Regions from separate parts of the Oryzias latipes genome. Here region 2 is linked to region 1. A link is a contact called in public Hi-C data. All regions are on one chromosome and are shown on one strand. The core of a region is the stretch at or near the end of the contact, and the rest is flanking DNA. Distances in the headings are between cores, read along the strand shown. Region 1 holds the start of tasp1 (threonine aspartase 1). Region 2 holds the start of LOC100125532 (3-oxo-5-alpha-steroid 4-dehydrogenase 2).

Region 1 (5,460 bases), core at 1,706-4,205:
GTGAAAACTCGCTGTCTCATTTGTTATTTTTAGAAAGTGAAGTGAGATAGATGATGGATAAATGGATACCAGAAGTTATAAAAACCCCGTCCAGTCTAGTCAGCCTCTTATTTCTGTGTTAGAAGAGTTCATATAAAGAATGTTGGCATGATTCAGAGACTAACCTCCAGCTCAACCAGCGCAGCAGCCACCGCTTCCACGGCCAGCGCCCCGGCTTTGAGTTGATCCACAGCCTGATAGACACGTCACAACAAGGACAAGTTCACAAGTCATTCACCTCATGACAAAACTGCAAAAATAAAAAGACACTCTTTACTGAAGTCACATGCTAAAACAAAACAAACACATAAGAATGTCAGTCTCAACAGCTCTTCCTTCTGTTTCTAATCTATAATATAATCCTAAAACTCAAAAAATTCTAAATATATTTTTTAGAGTTCCCTAGAAAACATTCTTTTGAACAAAATTCTTAAAATGTAATTTAATTTAATCAAACCAGTTTAGTTTTAATCGAGACATGATGTTTTGCCTTCTGTGTAACATAAAACGAACATACAAAGCTATGCTGGTCTAAAAATGAAAGAAAACTATGTTTATTCACACAAAAAGAGAAAGAAATACCCCCCCCCCAAATGTACAGCAGTACAAGAAAGAGAAAACCTGTGTATCTGTACAGGACTGCTGTCTTTTGGCTGAAATGTCCTTTAAAAGAAAGGATGGATTTGACTGAAGAAAACTGAAAGTTTTTTTTTTTTAAAGAAAGAAAAGAAAAAGAAAACATTAACACTAATAAACTGAAAGTTGTGTTGCTTTTATGCAGACACTCATTGTGTTTTTCTTGCTAAGAGCTGACAAAGTAAACTCACCCTCTGGCAGGCTTTTTTGCAGACATGCTTGTACTCCTTTGCCTTAGATTCAGAGTGATATCCTGCTCCTGAAAGTACATGAAAAACGTTTTGCTCAAAGCTTTAATCCTAATTCAAATGGGATAAAAGATAAAAGAACAAATATACAGAAAAGCATTAACAAGATTTTATTTTCCTAGTCAGATGCAGGAATTTTCAAACAGATTTATTTCAAATGTCAGTGAAGGTTCTCATTCATCCAGGTGGCATTGTCACAAGTAACAGTCAGAAAACTGGTGCAAATGCAGCTTTAAACTTATATGACATTAACTTCAGATAAGTAACAGTAATTACATTTAAACGTCCTTTTATTTTTGACAAAAGCTAGGGGAAATCAAAACAAATTTCAAAAAGTAAATCCCATTTTTTCCAACTAAAGCAGTTCTATTTTTTCAACAGTCATTGCATATTTGCACTTTTTTTTTTTTTTTTTTTTTTTTTTTTACAGCTAACTGGTTTGTTTTCGGGTCCCACAATGAAATCTGATGAGAAATAAGGTCAGAAGTGAAGACATGTTTTCCCCTTTCCAGCTGTAGAGCACCACATGTGCGTCGCCAACTGATCAAAATCAAACATCTATAATTCCCTGAGGAAGTAATTTGACTATTTACCAAAAGCTTTATTCTTTTTTTTAAAAACCCACTGTGAATGAAGAATATTTAAATTCTTTTGAACATGTTGATATCTATTTTGGGGTGGAAAAAAATCTTATTTCTTTAAGAAAATTTAATATTTTTAAGGTGAACCAACCGTGTGACTCTGATCTTACGGATCCAGAGCTCAAGGGGCCCACTTACATTCCAGATCTGTCACTAACTAAAAACATCTGGCATTCTATCAAATGTACAGTACGACAATAGAAACCTCCGACTATTATGGTGTGCTTCTTTAAAAATAGATGCAGGCAAAAATGTTGGTTTATGACCCTACCTGCATGGACCAAAACAAATCCACCTTTTGCCTTTTGGGTCCTGCTTGATTCCTGTTTATTGGACCATAGGTTGGCCATGGAGGAGGGTTGCTGCTCGTCAGCACAATTCATCACACTCTCCATAGCCCCTGCATCCCTTGACCAGCCAACCACTGCCTGCCAGACAGCAGCAAAAAAGAACAGTAGAAATACCGATGTCACCTGTGATGGGAACAAAAAAACAAAAAACTTTGATGAACGATTAGAAATTTTTGCAGACCAGATTGCTCAATTCTAATAAAAAAAATAATTAAAAAATTAAAAACCTAATCATGTTTGAATCATTTATTATTTTCAATAATGATTTTTTAAAAATGCAATTACTTTTTTCCGATATTGTCTTTGGTAGATTATTTTCCTGTGTAGAAAGGAAAGACTATTTATTTTCCTTTTAAATGGCAATAGCAATATAAGAATTCAGAGCAGAATTTCTAACTTATTGCTCATAACACAAATGCACATTTTTCTAACAAATGTGGCACCATAGATTTGTACAATTACCAGGCGTTTTTATAATATAAAATATTCCAAGGGAGCCATATTGGAATGAAGGAAATAAACTCTCTTAACTTTTGAGCTACGTTTAGAGATTTACACAGAGCCGCAGCTCTACAAAACTTCTTAGTTATTAGGATAATTGACATAGCTGTGTAACTTTGAATATTAGTTCTGCTCGTGACGAAATATTTGCGGCTAATTTTAAGTTTATGCTATTAAATTGGCAAGTTTTATGTTACGTGTCTTTCGGAATATCAAATAAACAACAAACTAATAACTTTTCGTTTGTACCCCCCAAGTTAAAGTGGTCGTGTTTACGTTAGCCTGTTATTAGCGAAAAGATGCTAACTCAACGACAAGATTCTCTTAACTTACAGTTCTCCCGTTCGACCTGTCAGCAACCAAAGTGCCTGATAAACATTTAATTAAATTACATTTGACTTATACGGCCAAACTGCTTCCAAATGTATATATTTTGACTAAAAATAAACTTTATTGCCGCACACTTTTAGTGCTCTGTGCTGTTTTAACCTAGCAAGCTAAACGGCGCAGGAACACTTCCAGGTCCACATATGCGTTGCCAAGGAAGTTTGTTTACGTCACATCCGGGTTGAATGACGTTACTTCAAAATATGGAAATGAATTTTGCCAAAGAAAGATTTAATATATTATTAATTTAAAACGTTATTTGATTATTTTATTTAATGGCTGTTACATTTCATTACTGAACAAATTTCATTTTACTTTGAAAAATATTGCAGGTTGGCTTGAAAAAATACAAATTAACCTTTTCCCTTATTTATTTGAGCAAATTTAATTCATGAATACACATTTAAAATAAATCAATTATATAAATCTTTGTATTTTGAATTGAATTAAAAGAAAAGTGAAACAATTCATTTTTAGCTGTTAAGTAATTTAAACTCCCTTGGAGGACGCTTCAAACTTTTTCATTTTTCAAAATTTATTTAGACGTTGTTGCTTTATAGAAAAAGGTATGAGCAATTGTGACATATTAAAGCTTCTCTTATCAAAGTACAAAAAAAAATTCTAATATTTTTTTTAAATATTATTATGACAAATTCTTTCAGACACAATCACACAATGATGCAAGGCACAGCTCTCCAAAAAAAATGTATACATTCAAATATATACGTATTTCAGAATAAATTACATTTCCAGGCATTTAACAATCTGGACCCTAGAATAGTAATCCCTACTGTACTAGATTTATAAATTTCATCTATAAAAGGATTTTTAATTTTCTTACATTTAAACTCTTGAGACCCATGCTCTTGTTTGATAAGCCTTTTTTTATTTTGTGTAGTCACAGCCATGTAATCACAATTAACTACAGTGTTAATTAATCCCACAATGTGATGTCCTTGTATATGTGGATGCCAGGTTTCAAGAGGATAAATAGGAAATTTCATGTCCCTGTTTTCTGGTCTTATCATTTGTAAGGTGCGGCGTATCCCGGATAGCCCATAACAGGCATCTGAATTTCTGTTTCACAATAGGAAGTCAACAGTAAAAAAGACAAAAATAACAAACAAATTAAACACCTTCACAAAAACCTTTGGTTCAAATAGCCTGTTGTCAGACCGGTGCACCCAATTTTTCCCCACACTGTTTTAAAGTCAAATGTGATGTTTTTGCTGTATTTTTCAATTGTTTTTCTTAGTTTGAAACCAATTTTTCCAATCACTCATTCACAAGACACAATCTAATGTCAGTCTGTTTTTTTTTTTTTTTTGTATAATAATTGTACTTCTGTCTAACCATAATTATGGTAGCATTTATATAATATATCAGTAAATAATGGCTAAAAAAAACCTGTTATTTCTTTTATGCCAGAGTGAAAATATTTGTGGAAACTGTTATTGGGGGCACAAAATGGCATTGTGGTATTGGACCGTGAGAAAGGTCTAAAGATTACCTTTGAAGTGGTTTTGAGTGTAAAGACTTCCAGATAAAAACACGTTTTCTCAAGAAAAGGCAAAAAAGAGGCAGAACATGTCAGTCAACTAGAACAGCTCAGAAAGATCCAGGACCATGAGAAATTCTCATCCACTTGTGGACCAGTTCATTGGTCTCATGATGGCCATCAATTTTAAATTCTATGAAGAAAGATCCATTATTTGCCCCCTGAGATGATCCAAAAATGTAGAGTGGATCCATTTTCCTGACAAGCTGTTTGTTCTTCAGCTGGAACATTTTTTTTTTTTTTGCTAAAAAGGGGGCCAGTCTGAAGAGTTTTGGCCCCCTGCTTCAGTCACAATATGCCGTGTTTGCTTTGGCTCAAGTCAGTCAACAGAGATGAAAGAGGGCCATTGACCAATTAATGTAAAGATGGCTGGGGCCGGGGTGCAAAGAAGCAAAGAGGGGCCAACCAGCCTTTAGGGGGTAGGTTTTAATATTGCATACCATCAAAGCTCTGTGGAAACTTCTTCAAGCTGTTGTGAGCAGTGTGCTGAGAGGAGCCTGCTGCATCCAGTATTGAACTAATGTACTCATGACCACACAGACTGCAGGAATGGTTCAACCCCTGGACTGAACTGTTTTAGTGAAGGAACCTTAACAACTTTCTCGACAACTAAACATTTTTGTTTAGATTTGGAATTGATTTATTTCAAGCAATTAAAATAAACATTTTTTATTATACATATAATTTTAGGTGTGGGAGGAAAGGAATTTATACTTTACCACTCTGTTATGCTTTACGTCACTAACTTTTACATCATTTTCATATACTGGTCTATAACCTCTAATTAGAGTTATTTACATTTAACAGATCAGATACTTTAACAATTCTGTAAGTATTGTCAATATCAAATAACAAACAGAAATTACTAATCAATTAGTTTGTGATTGGTCTGAGTCGGACCAATCACAACTTAGTTGCCTGTTAATGTTGGAAGTCCACACCACTTGAAAGCAGCCCACAAAATCTGTCAAGCGTTTTGAATGTTGGACGTGGGGGCCAGAAGGCTTTTTTTGAGCCATCTGATTAGCCTGTTTAAAACTTGAATCGGTTGAAAAAGGTATCAGAGCAAGGACTTTGTGTTTTTGAGCCAGCAGGTACTT
Region 2 (5,743 bases), core at 269-2,768, 370 kb before region 1:
ATACGTTTGGACGGGCGTCAGCGTTCCGAGCTAAACCCATTTGGTTCTTGTAGATGGTGCGGTCGCTGCATGTTCTGACCTCAGAGACGCCATAAAATCATCTCCCAAGTCCACCAGCCCAACTTCCTGTTCATGGAGGATAACGCTCCACCACATGGTGCCTGATGTGTCACAGCTGGACTTCAGGACGCGGGAGTGGCTTATATAGGATGGCCAGCAATGACCCCCTGACCTGAACCCCATTGACCATGTCTGGGACCCGCTGAAACGGGGGCTGGATGATCAGACCGCTGAGTCGGCATGTAGGACTTGTGGCAGTGGTGGAATAGTGGACCACCTCACAACAACATCATGAGGATAGTGAGGAGGATGAGACGCTTCAGTCACGCAGTCATTGAAGCAAATGGTGGAAATAGCTGTTATGGACACGCTCAATGTTTGCTATATGGGCCGATCTTTATTATTGTCCTCATTTATGGGGCAATAAATAATTCAAATGGTGTTTCTTCTCATTTATTATTAGTAATATCAAAGGGAACTTCCTTTACATTCAGACCAAACAGAAAAAATCTAAATAACCATAGCCCAAACTCAGTGAGTAGATCCCATTGAATCCATTAAATATAATAGTTTTCAAATGGAGTTTGCATTTCATATAATATTGATAAAAAACATTTTAGCAATATTTTTTTCATTTTTCATTTTTTTTTTTCATTTTTTGGTAGCTCCAGCATTCTGCTGCCCGAAATCACCGAAACGTTTAGGTTTAATATCTAAAACTTTGGAAAAGTGATGAAAACACAAAAGACGAAGCGTTTCAATCCACCGTCGGGTCAATTCTATTTCATTTTAATAGGACAATGTCACAGCAACCGTCGTCTCAACGGGCTTCATACCGGTAATTGGAAACAGAAAATCATAAAGAACGTGAATTCATAGAATTCAATCGGTAAAGGCTAAACTAAACTGGACTTAGACCCTCCGTCACAGTGAGGCAAAACCCCTTAAAAAATGGATTAAAAAAAAAAAGAAGAAAAAAGGAGGGATCCTCCCCCAGGACGGACAGGCGATGGACCAGAACTTGTAGAGAAGAATCAGCTTATCTGACTCTACAACTACATGTTTGAATAGTCCAGCAGATGGACTTCATCCAGATGGAGTTGGGGGTCAGACAAAGATGTCAGAGAAAGGGTTTGGGGGGGGTGTCCCATGATGACAGCAGCCTTCACCTCCCCCCCTGCAGCGTGTCAGAACTTAATTTAACCCACAGGAGGGAGTAGGGGGAGCTATATGTGTTGAGTAAAATGTGATGGATGTATTTTTCCAGAACAAAAACGGGGAAACCTGTATTTCAAGTTTGCAGCAAAGTACTGACTGTAAAGTAAACCGAGAACAAACGGCTTTTATCTGCTGTTCACTTATTAGAAACAAAGACTTTTTTTTTGACAATCATAGCTAAAAAAAAATGTTGCACCAATTTTTCACAAAAATTATCACTTTTGAAACCATTTTAGTATTTAAATGCTGAAATGTGTTTTATTTAATATACATAAAGGATTTATATTCTGAAGTTAACTCTTCAGATTGAATTTAATTAGGATTTATACATAGGATCTATGAAACAGGGCGGCGTCAATACTTCTACACTTCTACTAAACATGTCTGCAGTCATCAAAACAGCTAAATGTTCTTTTAACAGCAAAACAGCCATGCTTTCATGGATCTGTGCTCTGCTGGATCTGGGATGTAGTCAACAGTCCAACTGCAGAATCCCTGAAATACTCTGATGAATGCAGATTGAGTGGAAGCTTTGCTCGGATCAGGAACAGGAGTTGTTCTGCTGTTTGCATTGTTTTCCACTGTGTTCTTATGTAAACCAAGATTACACGCTTTAATTCTTTCCTCTAATTGAGCCCAGAACAAAACAAACAATTTAAAATTTCACACCACAAACAACGGACTTTTATAAATAGCTTGTTTTAAGTCGTCTAATCTGCAGTTAAACCAATTTAATGGTGCTGAAAAAAACACCAAATATCAAGTCAGTAGGTCACCCTTCACAAATATTTGTACAAACGCTGTGGAAGAGGGAACATTTTCATGTCCCAGCAGGCTGAAACACCTTTTCCTCGACTTTGGGAGGAGTCAGAGAACACTCCTTACATCAGCTTCATGCAGATGCTCAAGATAAAGGAGGTCTGCGCCGCTCACCAACCAGAGCACAAGATGCACTGCTACCAGAGCGCGGTCAGCGGGCTCAGCTACGGCTTCATCCTGGTAGGCCTGGCCCACCTGGTGCTTCACAGGAAGGCTCAGAGCTCCTACGGACGACACATGGCGCCCTCGTGTCCAGGCCGAAAAGTACCTGCAAGACCGGCCTGGTTCCTCCAGGAGATTCCTGCTCTCCTGATCCCTCTGCTGCTGATGTTCCTGATGCACGAATCCTCCGCTGTGGGGAAACATCTGCTGCTGAAGACCTTTTGCTTGCACTACTTTCAGAGGTAAGAACAGAAGATGTAAATGTGTCAGTACATTAAAAGCCATTTTTGCCATCGTTTAATGTAGTTTATTCATTCATAAGGAAGTGTAACAACGCTGTTCATTAAAAACATTAATCGTTTTCATGCTGACATTCTGAAGCAGAACCAGCATCAGTTGGTTCTAAAAACGCGGAGAATCCCCTCAGATGCCACATTTTTACATAAATATTATCAAATATATTCATCTAGCTGCAGATATTATTAAAACTTTGAATCTGAAACAAAAGTTTGTAATTGAAGCTTAACTATTTTATCCACAAATATTGTAAGTTAGTGCATGAAGCTTCTTGTGTTCCTCCTTTTGCATCTGCCGCCGCCTCCTCCTCTTCCTCCTCCTCCTCCTCCTCCTCAACAGGACGTTTGTCTATGCTTTGCTGACGCGAGGACAGCCTTTCCCCCTGAGCGTGATGATGGCAGCGGCGTTCTTCTGCAGCATAAATGGCTTCCTGCAGGCCCACTACCTGCTGCATTGCGCCCACTTAGATGATGCATGGCTCTCTGGTTATCCTTGTAAAATTGGTAAACACACTTTTGTATTAAATTTACATTTTTACTAAATCTGAAATGTGATTTTTATTATTATTACACAATGTTTTTTAGGTTTGCTGATGTTTTACACTGGAATGGCCATCAATGTCCACAGTGACTACATCCTGCGAAACCTGAGGAAACCCAGTGAAGTGGTTTACAAGATTCCTACAGGTCTGGAACAGGTGACGTAATCCTTTTTCCAGTCGGTGCTTGTAGTGACATGTGGCCCTCCCGATCAACTACAGGAGGACTTTTTCAATATGTGTCTGGTGCCAACTACTTTGGAGAGATTGTGGAGTGGTTTGGCTATGCCGTAGCAACCTGGTCCCTTCCGACACTTTCCTTCGCCGTGTTTTCTCTCTCCTTCATCGGTCCGAGAGCTCATTACCACCACAGGTGCACAGAAACATCTAGTTTCGCTCCAACCGAAAACAGCAAACAACCATCTCTGTCTGTAAATGGTCTGCTTTCCCTCCTACAGGTTTTACCAGGAAAAGTTTAAGGAGTACCCCAAGTCTCGAAAGGCTTTGATCCCGTTCCTCTTGTGAGAGAAAAGACGCTTTCCTTTCACACGGTCGATGCAGACGCAAGTGAACTCATCATGTGGGGAAATGGGCTCACCTGTTCCTGTTTTACATGGAAATTAAACACATTTTCAGACTCTGAGAAGACGCTTAAGTGTGGAAATCGGCGGCATCCGGATAGTGGATGTTAGCTTTACCATCGCCTATATCTGGGAACTGGAGTGAGTGTGATGTCATCCAGAGAAGGTGGTTTACTCCAATCAAAAGGTCAGTTTAGTCGCCATTTTTTGTGTGTGATACAGACGCCGCCGTGTTGGAGCCAGACAACGTCAGTAAGCAGCGATCGGCCCGACTCGTCGTTTCTATGGCAACCAGTCTCACCAATCAGGAGAAAACTTGTTGAAAGGCCACACCCCTTCCACCTGAAAGAGGGATGCACAAAATCTGTTTATCAAAGGTTTTGAATGTTAGGCATGGGGGCCAACAGGCTCCACCTACATTTCTTAAGGCATCTGATTGGTCAGTTTATAGCTTCAATAACTTGAACTAAAGAAATTTAATAAAAAATGAGGATTATTGAAAAGATGTAAAAAAACAAAGAAATAAAGGAATAAGAGTTATTCTGACCAATAGAATGACTGAGTAACAGCTGTGTGTTTTTCTATAGAAGTCTACGGGATTTTGGCTCCCTGGAGCCAACAGGTACTTCCTGTTTGGAACTCTGGGGGAGGGGTCACTCAGTCCAGTTCTCATATACAATCCATGGGTATACCACGATCAAAGGCACGACTTTTTAAAACACTTTTGCTATTGAATGTGGCCAAATTAGTATCTTCTAAGTTGTATATTCATAGCATTTATTGAGAATTCTATTAAAGTTTTTCATTTAACCATAAAAAAATATACAGAAACATGCATATTTACTTTAAAAATGTTTAAATTAAAAGCTTTTATTTTGAAACCACGGGGATTATGTTGCATTTCTTTCTATGAACACCAGATAAAGGCCTAGTTTATAGAAAGCAAGAACCGAATGCACGTTTCAAAACTGGTTTCGCTCTGCAAGACGAGCAAAAACGGAACACCAGGAATTAGTGTCGTAATGAGGAAGTAAATACTGAGACAGGACGAACATATGTCTACACAAGGTAATCGGTAAAATCCACACACTCTAAAACACAAGTCAGTTTACATCTTTAATGACATATCTCACATCCAATGCAAGATTTGCAGTCTCTACAGCAACTTGCAATGCATTGACTTTAGCGGTGAACGAGTCCAACACTGTGGGCTTCCTGCAAGAGTCACCAAGCAAAGGTGCAGGACAGAACTCTGCATATTCCGTGTTCAGAAAGGTCCACTCAGTACTTGAGTTCTCCACCAGTCCACAACCACACAGGCCCAGACCACCCGCCATGTCTTCTTCAGAGGCGTTTGCAGAAACGGTCCAGTGGTGGGCGTGGTTCAGATCCATCGCAGAGCTCCCACCGTCGTGCTCCAGCGATCTTGCTACCATGTCTAAGGAGCGGCAGAACACCTTTACGCCAAGAAGGAACTCTGCCGGTGAGCACCGCAATCCGGCTGCGGTCTCTGATGCTTCCTGTTGGCCCTGCAATAACAGAGACAGCTGCCATAATGTCGTCGTGAGGTTAAAACAATGCTCAAATCAACCAGTTTGAAAGCCAAACGTTGGATCTCACCTTATGTTTGACATAGGCAGACAAATGGGTTTCTGTGCATCCTCCTCCAAGTAAAGCGGATGGTTCTTTCAGGGTCAGCCTCAGCACATCCTCCGTCTTCCTCCACACCACCTCAAAGCATAAAAACCAAAGAGTTTCAAGATTTATTGTAAGCTGATATTTTCTCCTACATGTGCTTATTTACAGAGGTGAGTAATAAGTTAGTTCCATTTACTCAGATACATTTTTTGAGTACGTTTTTGTAAAATTTCCTTTAAAGTAGTTTTACAGCATCGTACTTTTTACTTAAATTGATGAAAAACCTGTACTTTTACTCAGTTACAATTGACTGTTTCCATTTAGTTGCTCTTTTTTTTGTAAAATGAGTTTATTGTAGGCATGGAAGGTAAAATAAGAGGGGAACTGTCATCACTAAACATTGAAGATTTCCAACAGCTAATCTCGCCGT

The links. Hi-C and Micro-C count contacts between places; a contact is called where the count stands out from the background.
Region 2: a contact with region 1 is called in a Hi-C map of embryo, with 4 times the contacts expected there. The contact joins the promoter of LOC100125532 here to the promoter of tasp1 in region 1. A contact is called at or near these places in 3 of 5 Hi-C or Micro-C datasets (embryo and fibroblasts).

The regions. Positions count from the first base shown.
Region 1 is chr15:27,524,539-27,529,998 of ASM223467v1, reverse strand. tasp1 (threonine aspartase 1) reads right to left here and starts at 2,955. Exons shown (of 14, transcript XM_023963409.1): 1 at 2,749-2,955; 2 at 1,836-2,037; 3 at 867-934; 4 at 165-233. The coding sequence starts at 1,959.
Region 2 is chr15:27,893,639-27,899,381 of ASM223467v1, reverse strand. LOC100125532 (3-oxo-5-alpha-steroid 4-dehydrogenase 2) reads left to right here and starts at 1,518. Exons shown (of 5, transcript XM_011484703.3): 1 at 1,518-2,501; 2 at 2,896-3,059; 3 at 3,141-3,242; 4 at 3,317-3,467; 5 at 3,553-4,162. The coding sequence starts at 2,101. The coding sequence ends at 3,619. It overlaps mkks (McKusick-Kaufman/Bardet-Biedl syndromes putative chaperonin), which reads right to left. Exons shown (of 4, transcript XM_011484702.2): 3 at 5,296-5,406; 4 at 4,515-5,222. The coding sequence ends at 4,779.